Linked DNA regions of Mus musculus: regions 1 and 2 are each linked to region 3. Evidence: chromatin contacts called from public Hi-C and HiChIP or PLAC-seq data. All regions are on one chromosome and are shown on one strand. The core of a region is the stretch at or near the end of the contact, and the rest is flanking DNA. Distances in the headings are between cores, read along the strand shown.

The links. Hi-C and Micro-C count contacts between places; a contact is called where the count stands out from the background. HiChIP or PLAC-seq counts read pairs in DNA pulled down with a chosen protein or histone mark.
Region 1: a contact with region 3 is called in a Hi-C map of the G1E-ER4 cell line, with 2.2 times the contacts expected there. The contact joins two enhancer-like sites. A contact is called at or near these places in 1 of 39 promoter capture datasets (cranial neural crest), 2 of 484 Hi-C or Micro-C datasets (the G1E-ER4 cell line and the HPC-7 cell line), 1 of 115 datasets of contacts at active chromatin or transcription factors (large pre-B cells) and 1 of 9 other capture datasets (embryonic stem cells).
Region 2: an H3K4me3 HiChIP or PLAC-seq map of the 230-238 cell line shows a contact between it and region 3, with 8 times the contacts expected there. The contact joins two enhancer-like sites. A contact is called at or near these places in 3 of 15 datasets of contacts at CTCF or cohesin (the NIH/3T3 cell line and large pre-B cells), 60 of 484 Hi-C or Micro-C datasets (B cells, the Ba/F3 cell line, the C3H10T1/2 cell line and 37 more), 8 of 115 datasets of contacts at active chromatin or transcription factors (the 230-238 cell line, PVALB interneurons, bone marrow-derived dendritic cells and 5 more) and 4 of 9 other capture datasets (adipose tissue, embryonic stem cells, liver and 1 more).

What each region holds. Positions count from the first base shown.
Region 1 is chr5:147,387,574-147,390,273 of GRCm38.p6, reverse strand. The region is part of intron 1 of Flt3 (FMS-like tyrosine kinase 3); the gene reads left to right. Among named protein-coding and RNA genes, the nearest start is that of Gm26597, 11 kb to the left of the region's middle. Within about 2 kb of position 1,368, at least 44 of the 459 cell types and tissues checked have an H3K27ac peak or open chromatin away from gene starts, as enhancers often do. A contact at or near this core is called in the G1E-ER4 cell line, where this site is marked.
Region 2 is chr5:147,331,419-147,334,164 of GRCm38.p6, reverse strand. It overlaps Flt3 (FMS-like tyrosine kinase 3), which reads left to right. Exons shown (of 24, transcript NM_010229.2): 23 at 1,170-1,275. Among named protein-coding and RNA genes, the nearest start is that of Urad, 10 kb to the right of the region's middle. Within about 2 kb of position 1,289, at least 7 of the 459 cell types and tissues checked have an H3K27ac peak or open chromatin away from gene starts, as enhancers often do. A contact at or near this core is called in the 230-238 cell line and pre-B cells, where this site is marked.
Region 3 is chr5:146,686,685-146,689,384 of GRCm38.p6, reverse strand. No RefSeq gene overlaps it. Among named protein-coding and RNA genes, the nearest start is that of Gm34700, 12 kb to the left of the region's middle. Within about 2 kb of position 1,309, at least 55 of the 459 cell types and tissues checked have an H3K27ac peak or open chromatin away from gene starts, as enhancers often do. A contact at or near this core is called in the 230-238 cell line, the G1E-ER4 cell line and pre-B cells, where this site is marked.

The DNA.
Region 1 (2,700 bases), core at 119-2,618, 700 kb before region 3:
TGATTTTAGACTAACGTCATCCTCCTGGAAGCACCCTTCCCAGGGCCACTCTTTTCCTTTCAAAGCAGATAAATTTGGGAGCCTCCCCGCCATTTTTTGATTCCAACGCTCCCTCAGGTCCCCACCTGGCTTTGCCACAATGATCTGGGAATTTCCACTTTGGAACGGATTCTTGGGAAAGAACCCTCACACTGATGACGTCAAGTTACGCATGAGTACTGAGTCACGCTGCTACAGCAATGTCGCCTTTTAAAATGTCTGCTTCCCAGAGTTTATTAGAAGCAAGCAGACAACTGACATCACCGTCCACACGCAGAGCATATCCATCGCACCCCCAATTTTCTTGTGGTCATTGTAAACCCCCGGTTCTCTACACACAACCCCTGGCAGTCAATCATCTCTTTGCTGTTGCTATTTTCCCCCTCTTTTCAAAGATTGTGTGTGGAACTGTATAATATGCGGTCTTTTGACTCGGTTTACAAACAAAGAATAATGTCTTTGGGCCTGTTGATGTTTTGATCTGGCTGTCCTAGAACTCATGAGATCCACCTCCCCCTGCCTCCTGCATGCTAGGATTAAAGCTGTGCCCCACCATGTCTGGACTCTCAGAAAAATCTCTGCAATTACCTCATGCTATTATATATCAGTATTTTCCCTTTCTATTGCTGAATAGTATTCTAATGTGTGGCTATGTCGTAGTTTATTTATCTATTAAGTTGCCTTTTGAACTTCCGTTTTCTCCTGGTTTCTGCCAATTATGAGTGGTTTTGTAAAAATTCAAGTACAGGCGCATAGTGTTAATTTCTCCTGGGTAAATACATAAGCATGGTATTGTATAGATGGGTTTTAGGCTACATAAATGCGTAACCATCTTCATCTGCCCCAAGGGCATATAGGGATTGCAGTTGCTCAACACTATTGTCTGCACGGGCTGCAGTCAGGATTTCTGGGTTTGTCCCTGGTTCCCCTCTCAGCCTGGGTCGGAGTCTTAATATTTTGCTGCCAGCTTCCCTCCCGGCCTCCCAGTTCTAATTCACAGCATGTTGTGGTTTTGACTTGTGTTTCCCTATGTGGCTGATGATGTGATGCAATTCCCACACACTTACTCATTTCCTTGCTTTGTGACTTTCTTATTGTTGCGTTTGAGGAGTTCTTTGTATATTATGGATACAAATGATGTTGTGTTGCATAACAGTTTCCCCTGAAGTTGAAACATTTCATCCTAAGCAGGGAGATAAAAATAACTTCAAAACAGCTTCAAGAAGCCCCTAAAACTGAAGGGATTCACTAGGTCCCTACCAGAGTAAGCAATAGAAGCTGCAGAGACGACTCTTGAGATGATCATGACCAACTAGCTGCCCGGGAGAAACAGAAACTAGCAGCGCTGCCTGCAAGAGGCTTAGCCCAATGGAGTCACTTGGAAAGGATGCTCTCCAACCTGCTGAGCTGCCTGCAGGCTGTGCACTGGGCTCCGGGTTCCCAGCTGTGTGAGCTCATGCTGGGATGGGCTTTGGTGATGCATCATTCTTTGAGTCATTTCTGCTCTTGTAAGTGACCCCTCACCCATATTTTTGTAACACCAATAAAACTCACTGGTTCAAGCCAGCTGGACTTTGGTGGCATCTGGATCTTGCTCTCTCGTGGGCTCTCCATCTGGGCTGAGGAGATGTGCTTATCACATCCCTCCAGGAATGCCTCTTATCATACAGGAGGAGTGATCAGAAAATACCGTTGTTCTGAGAATTTGGATCGGTTGCATCCATTTGAAGGCCACGCCTCTGTAATGCTGGGGCTGGGGATGTAGGGATAGGTTGATCCCAGTGGCTTGCTGGCCCTCTTGGTGAAACAGAAACTCAGGTTCCGTGAAAGAACCTGTCTCAGAAAATTAGGTTGTGAGTGATGGAGACTGTAGTGATTTGAATAGGAGTGGTCCCCATAGACTCATGGGTTTGAATGCTTGGCCCACAAAGAGTGGCACTGCTAGGAGGTGTGACCCTGTTGGAGGAAGTGTGTCACTATGGAGGTGGGCTTTGAGGTCTACGCTCAAGCTAGGTCTAGTGTGTCAGTTCTTCTTCTGCCTCAGGTCAAGTTGTAGAACCCTCAGCTCCTTCTCCAGCCAATATATCTGACTGCGTGCGCACTGTCGTGTTTTCTACCATGATGAAATCAGACTAAAGCTCTGAAGCTGTAAGCCAGCCTCAAATAAATGTTGTCTTTTATAAGACTTGCCTTCGTCATGGTGTCTGCTCACAGCACCTCAACAGTAACTATAACAGAGTAACACACACATGTCAATGTCTGGCCTCTGTATGCACACACACACACACACACACACACAAACACTCACACACACACACACTCAAGTAAAAAGTCAGTTATTCCCAAAGAAGCCAGAAAAAAGAAGACAAGGGAATTAAAAGCAAACAAAGTACATAGAAATCAAAGGACAGAATGATAGATTTAATCACACCAATAATCTCATAAACTTAACACCAATATCACAGCAAAAAGGTAATTTTGCTGTGTGACAATTTTATTTTCAAGTTCTTTATAATAAAGTTTTAATTAAAACATAAAAATGAAAATCAGTATTTAAAAGGACAAAGTTAATTTCATTAAAAGAGAAAAGTTCAACCTTTGTGCCACATAAATGAAGTTTCCTACACATGAGAGAGGAATAGGCTAAGCAGAAAAGAATGA
Region 2 (2,746 bases), core at 40-2,539, 640 kb before region 3:
TCAGAGATCCAGCTGTCTCTGCCTCCTGAGAGCTGTTATTAAAAATGGGCACCGCTGGGCTGGTGAGATGGCTCAGTGGTTAAGAGCGCAGACTGCTCTTCTGAAAGCCCCTAGTTCAAATCCCAGCAACTACATGGTGGCTCACAACCAAACGTAATGAAAACTGATGCCCTCTTCTGGAGTATCTGAGGACAGCTACAGTGTACTTACATATAATAAATAAATACATTTTAAAAAATGTGCACTGCCACCACACCTGGTTAAAACACACTTTCCTACGACATTGCTGAGATCTTATTTATTTATATTTATTTATTCATCTATCTATCTATCTATCTATCTATCTATCTATCTATCTATCTATCTATCTATCTATCTATCTATCTAATGTATGTGAGTATACTGTCACTATCTTCAGAGATACCAAAAAAGGGCATTGGATCCCACTACAGATGGTTGTGAACCACCATGTGGTTGCTGGGAATTGAACTCAGGACCTCTGGAAGAGCAGTCTTAACCACTTAACCGCTGAGCCATCTCTCCGGCCCTTGTTTGCTGTTTAAAAGCAGAGACATCTTGGTACAGTGGCATCCACCTTTAATTCCCACAGCGAGGAAGCAGAGAGGCAGTCAGATCTCTGTGATTTGAGGCCAGCCTGGTCGACAGCCAAAGCTGTGTAGTGAGATCCTGTCTTGAAAAAAACAATCGCCAATCAATCAATAAATTGGGGGGGGGGGCAGGAAGGGCAAGGAGACACTTGCCTATAATCCCAGTACTCCAGAGGTATGAGGCTGTAGGATAATCTGTGCTAATAGCAAGACAAGAAAGGAAGGAAGGAAAGAAGGAAGGAAGGGAGGGAGGGAGGGAGGGAGGGAGGGAGAGAGAGAGAGAGAGAGAGAGAAAGCAAGCAAGCTTCAGGTAGCTTGCGCCCTCTTGGGCAGCCTCCAAGGCTTCATTCTTCTGCTTGTGGTACCTGAGGATTTGACTTCACCTCACTCTCTGGTGTGGTACCAATTCTAGTCCGTGCTTCCCACAAAGCCAGCAGCGCACAGTGCACAGCCCCCACCCCCCACCCCCACCCCCATGCTGCCCTGGGTGTGAACTGTGGGTGGAGCCCTGCCAAGTTCATTCACACCCCCTCAGCTCTGCTCTGATTTGCTCTCTCACAGATACTTTGTAATGCAATCCTGCTGGGCTTTTGACTCAAGGAAGCGGCCATCCTTCCCCAACCTGACTTCATTTTTAGGATGTCAGCTGGCAGAGGCAGAAGAAGCGGTATGTGGAGGCTTGGCTTAATCATAACGGTCCCCAGGGAGATGTGTGGGTGTCACACCGGCACTAATGGCCTCATATCTGGTTTAGGCCGATCATCTTTCTCACCTCACTTTGCCTAGATTACTCTTCCACAGTCCTGTGCAGAAGGCGTACTATCTGGTGTGGGCTTGGGGGCGGGGCTTTCCTGTGATTTCATCCAAGTGATTAATAGGTTAAAAGCTCTTAAGGGTCCAGTGCAAAGGGCTAGACAACTAAATAAACCTTAACTCCTCCAGGAGCCACTGGCCTTTTCTAAGTCAACATGGTGTGAGGGTGGGTATGGATGGGAAGGGCTTTAGCCCAAAGCCCTGAGGACCCATTCAGTCTCTGCTGCTCATTCCCCACTGATCTGAACGATGGCAAGTTTCTTCTTTGGCCTCGGTGTTCCCATCTGTAAAATGGGTTGCAAAGGTAACTGATCCTCAAGCAGCAGGATCTTGGTATTAGCCCCTCCTTCTTAGCACTCTTAGCACAGGAGAGGTCTGCTCCAGATAAGGGTGGAGCCTTGAACACTCAGAGCCCAGGTTCAGATCCTGCCTCCGTCACTAGTGTCTCACATAGTGACTCACATAATGTCTCACATTAGTGACTTTAATGTCACTAATGTCTCACGTAGCATTTGCAACTTTAGACTTTAATGTGGACATCTTGTGGGATGATAGTTCTGTAAAGGACAAATCACCTGCCATCTGCCCTTTTCCTACTTTTTATTAAAAATGAGTGGCGGGCTGGTGAGATGGCTCAGTGGGTAAGAACACCCAACTGCTCTTCCGAAGGTCCGGAGTTCAAATCCCAGCAACCACATGGTGGCTCACAACCATCCGTAACGAGATCTGACTCCCTCTTCTGGAGTGTCTGAAGACAGCTACAGTGTACTTACATATAATTAATAAATAAATAAACAAATAAATAAATAAAAATAAATAAATAAATAGATTTAGTCTTAAAAAAAATGAGTGGCTGCTGTTTCAGAATAAAACAAAACCCATGGAGGGGACTGGACAGATGGCTCAGTAGTTAGACCACTGGCTGCTCTTGCAGAGGATCAGGGTTCACTTCCCAGTAAACAGGGTAGCTCACAGTCACCTATACCTCCTATTCCAGGAGCTCCAGCGCCCTCTTCTGGCCACTGCAGGCACTGCATTCAAATACTGACAGGTGCACACTTGCGCACATAAAGTAAATAAAACTTCAAAACAAGCCTGGAAACTACCCAAATTCATAGTTTTATATTTTTAAGATTATTTTACTTTTCAATTACATGTAGTAGTGTATACAGGGACCCTCAGAAATCAGAAGAGGGTGTTGAATCCCCTGGGGCTGGAGTTACAAGCAATCGTGAGCCACCTCACATGGGCTCTTAGAACCAAACTCAGGTCCTCTTCAAGAGCAGCAGGTGTTCTAACCACTGAGCCATCTCTCCAGCCCCTAA
Region 3 (2,700 bases), core at 60-2,559:
GCTACATCCTAAGACCTTCCCACCTCACAAAAGGCTCCACAGAGGCCCCTGCTGTCTTTGTAAAGTGAAAACATCACAGGCATTTCTAGATATCTGCAGGATATTGGCTCCAGTATCACCCAGCTATCAAACCAGATATCAAAACCCAAGGATGTCCCTTCTTCTAACCTGCATTTTAAATTTTTAATTTTACGTGTATGAGTGTTTTGCCTGTATATATGTCAGTATACCATGTGCGTGTCTGGTGCCTGCCTGCAGAGACCAGAAGAGGGCACTTGATCCTCTGGAAGTGGAGTTATTGACAATTGTGAGCTACCAGGTAGGTGCTGGAATTCGAACTGGGGTCTGCCGGGAGAGCCGCCAGCCTGTGCTTACTCACCGAACCATCTCTCCAGCCTCACCCAGAACCTGCGTTTTTGACATGCTGGCCAAAGCTATACACAACCTATATTCCCCAGGGAAATAAACTAATGGAAGGAGTGGACTTCAACCATAGGTACCAGGATGCTGAGAGAAGCCAGATGCAATAGAACATTCAGGAAACGGAGACCTTTGATGGTGGCCAGGATGAGGGTCACTCTGACTTGGGGTACCTGGGGTTAGTCCCAACTAACTGGCCAAGCTCTGTTTTGAATTTGTTCAAGTTAGGTAGGCAGACTTGCTTCATGGGAATTTATCAAGTTGCAACCAAACATGCTTCTCTATATTTGTGTTACGTTCTAAGGTTTTCTAGAAGTCTCCCTTCGGCCACCAAGTTTACTTTGGATATTTGGGGATACTTCAGTCAGTTCCATTGGTAAGTGACCTGCTTTTTCTTTCTTCTTTCATTTATTTTGAGATAGAATCTCGTAGCTCTGGCTGTCCTGGAACTCTATGTCGACAGGCTGGCCTTGAACTCACAGAGTTTTGCCTTCCCTCTGCCTTTGGAGTGCTGGGATTAAAGGCGCGTGTACACCGGTTCTAGCCCTGCGTGTTTGTTTTCCATCTCACCCCAGAGCACCGCAGTTGCAGCGTGTTCCTCCCCGTCCTTGATTATTTGAAGCCACAGGGAGGATGTCAGAAAACAGAAGGTTCATCCCCAGGGTGCAGCAGCTGCTTTTGTGTTAAGGTGGCCGTCACAGCCATCCCACACGGGTGGAAAACTCGAAGCCTAGCCTACTGCACTCAGTAAGCGTGACCTCATGTCACTCTGGGTCAACCGGTGTGGGACTCCAGCTTCAGGCCCGCCTCTTTGCAAGCAGAGGGTGACATGGCCCCGTTGTCAGGTCAGGTGGAGGAGGAAGTGAGGAGCTGGGGGCATGAGGCTTGCCTGCCCTGAGAGTGGCACTCACCAAGTTATGCATTAACCAGGGATCAGCCCTGTGGCAGGCCGGGACTGCAATAGCAAACCGAAAGGAGATGTTTATAGCTGGCGAGTGGATGTCTAATAAATTACCTCTCCTGCCAAAAAAATGTGCCCTCTCCCCTTTGCATGTCACCTTGTCACAAAATTGAAATGTCAGGTGAGCAAATACCAGGGTCCGACAAGCAAAGAGACCCCCTCCTCCCGACAGGAGGGTCACAAAGCTTCCCTCTTCCTGACCTGAGAGTTTCATTATCACCCGGGAACAGATTGTGTGGATAATACGGGGCCCCGGGGGCTGAGGGAGCCAGGGAGGTCCAGGAGGCCAAGGGAGGATAGGGTGCCCAGGTGGTGTGAGCTAATGGGTAGCACCCTGGATGTGCGAAGCCTGCTCAGGAATTGAATATTCTGTGTTTCTTGTTCTAGGGCAGCAAAAAGCAACAGCGTGTGGGGGTAGGGGTGGGGGTGGGGTTGGGGGTGGGGGTGGGGGTGGGGTGAGTGGCTTTCGTCATGGGCCCCGATGCCACTCACATTGAGCAGCCCTCCTGAGGATATGAGTACCGTCACTTCCAAAATTCTGGGGAGTGAGACAGGGGAGGGAGAAATTGAGCCCCGCGGGAATGGCCCGCTGCCCGTTCATCCTGAGGCCCTATCTGTACCCATAAAGCGGAGGTGAGTTCTGACCCACGTTGGCGCATCTCCCTCCCATCCCTCCATCTCCCTTTCTCACCCTCCCCTGCCTCCTTTCGCATTTCTCTTCCTCGACTATCTATTAAGCACCAAGTGTGTGCGGTCTCTGCGGGAGCAGCATGGTATGCAGAAAGAACGCAGAGTGTGGATCTTGCTGCGTGCATTTACCACCGGTTGGGAGAGACCCAAGCATGCAGGGCCACCTCTGACCACAGGTGGCCAGTGACCTCTTGGGAAGTCCCTTTCTAGGCAGATACAAGCGGTGAGATCAGGGCTCGGGGAGCAGGTGGGTGCTCTCGCTTTGGGCAGGAGCAGCAGCTCATGGGCAGGGGCTGTGTGGAAAGGCCAGGCATCCCCTGGCCATGGACAAAGCCTGATGCCGTCTTCTCTTGGAGGCAGCTCGATTTGTCTAAAGGTGCCTGGGCTTTACAACCAAACTTGAAAAATAATCAATCACGAAGTACATATAAGGCAAGGCTTCCCATCTTAACTGTTAAATGCACGCTGTCAGCATTATTACATTCACACGGCTACAGAGCCGTCACCGGCGGCCCTGTCTAGAACGGTTTTCATTTTGCAGGATGGAGACTGCACTTCTTAAACAGTTGCTCCCCGTTCCCCACTCCTCTAGGTCCCGGAAGCCTCCATTCTACTTCCCGTCTGTCTCC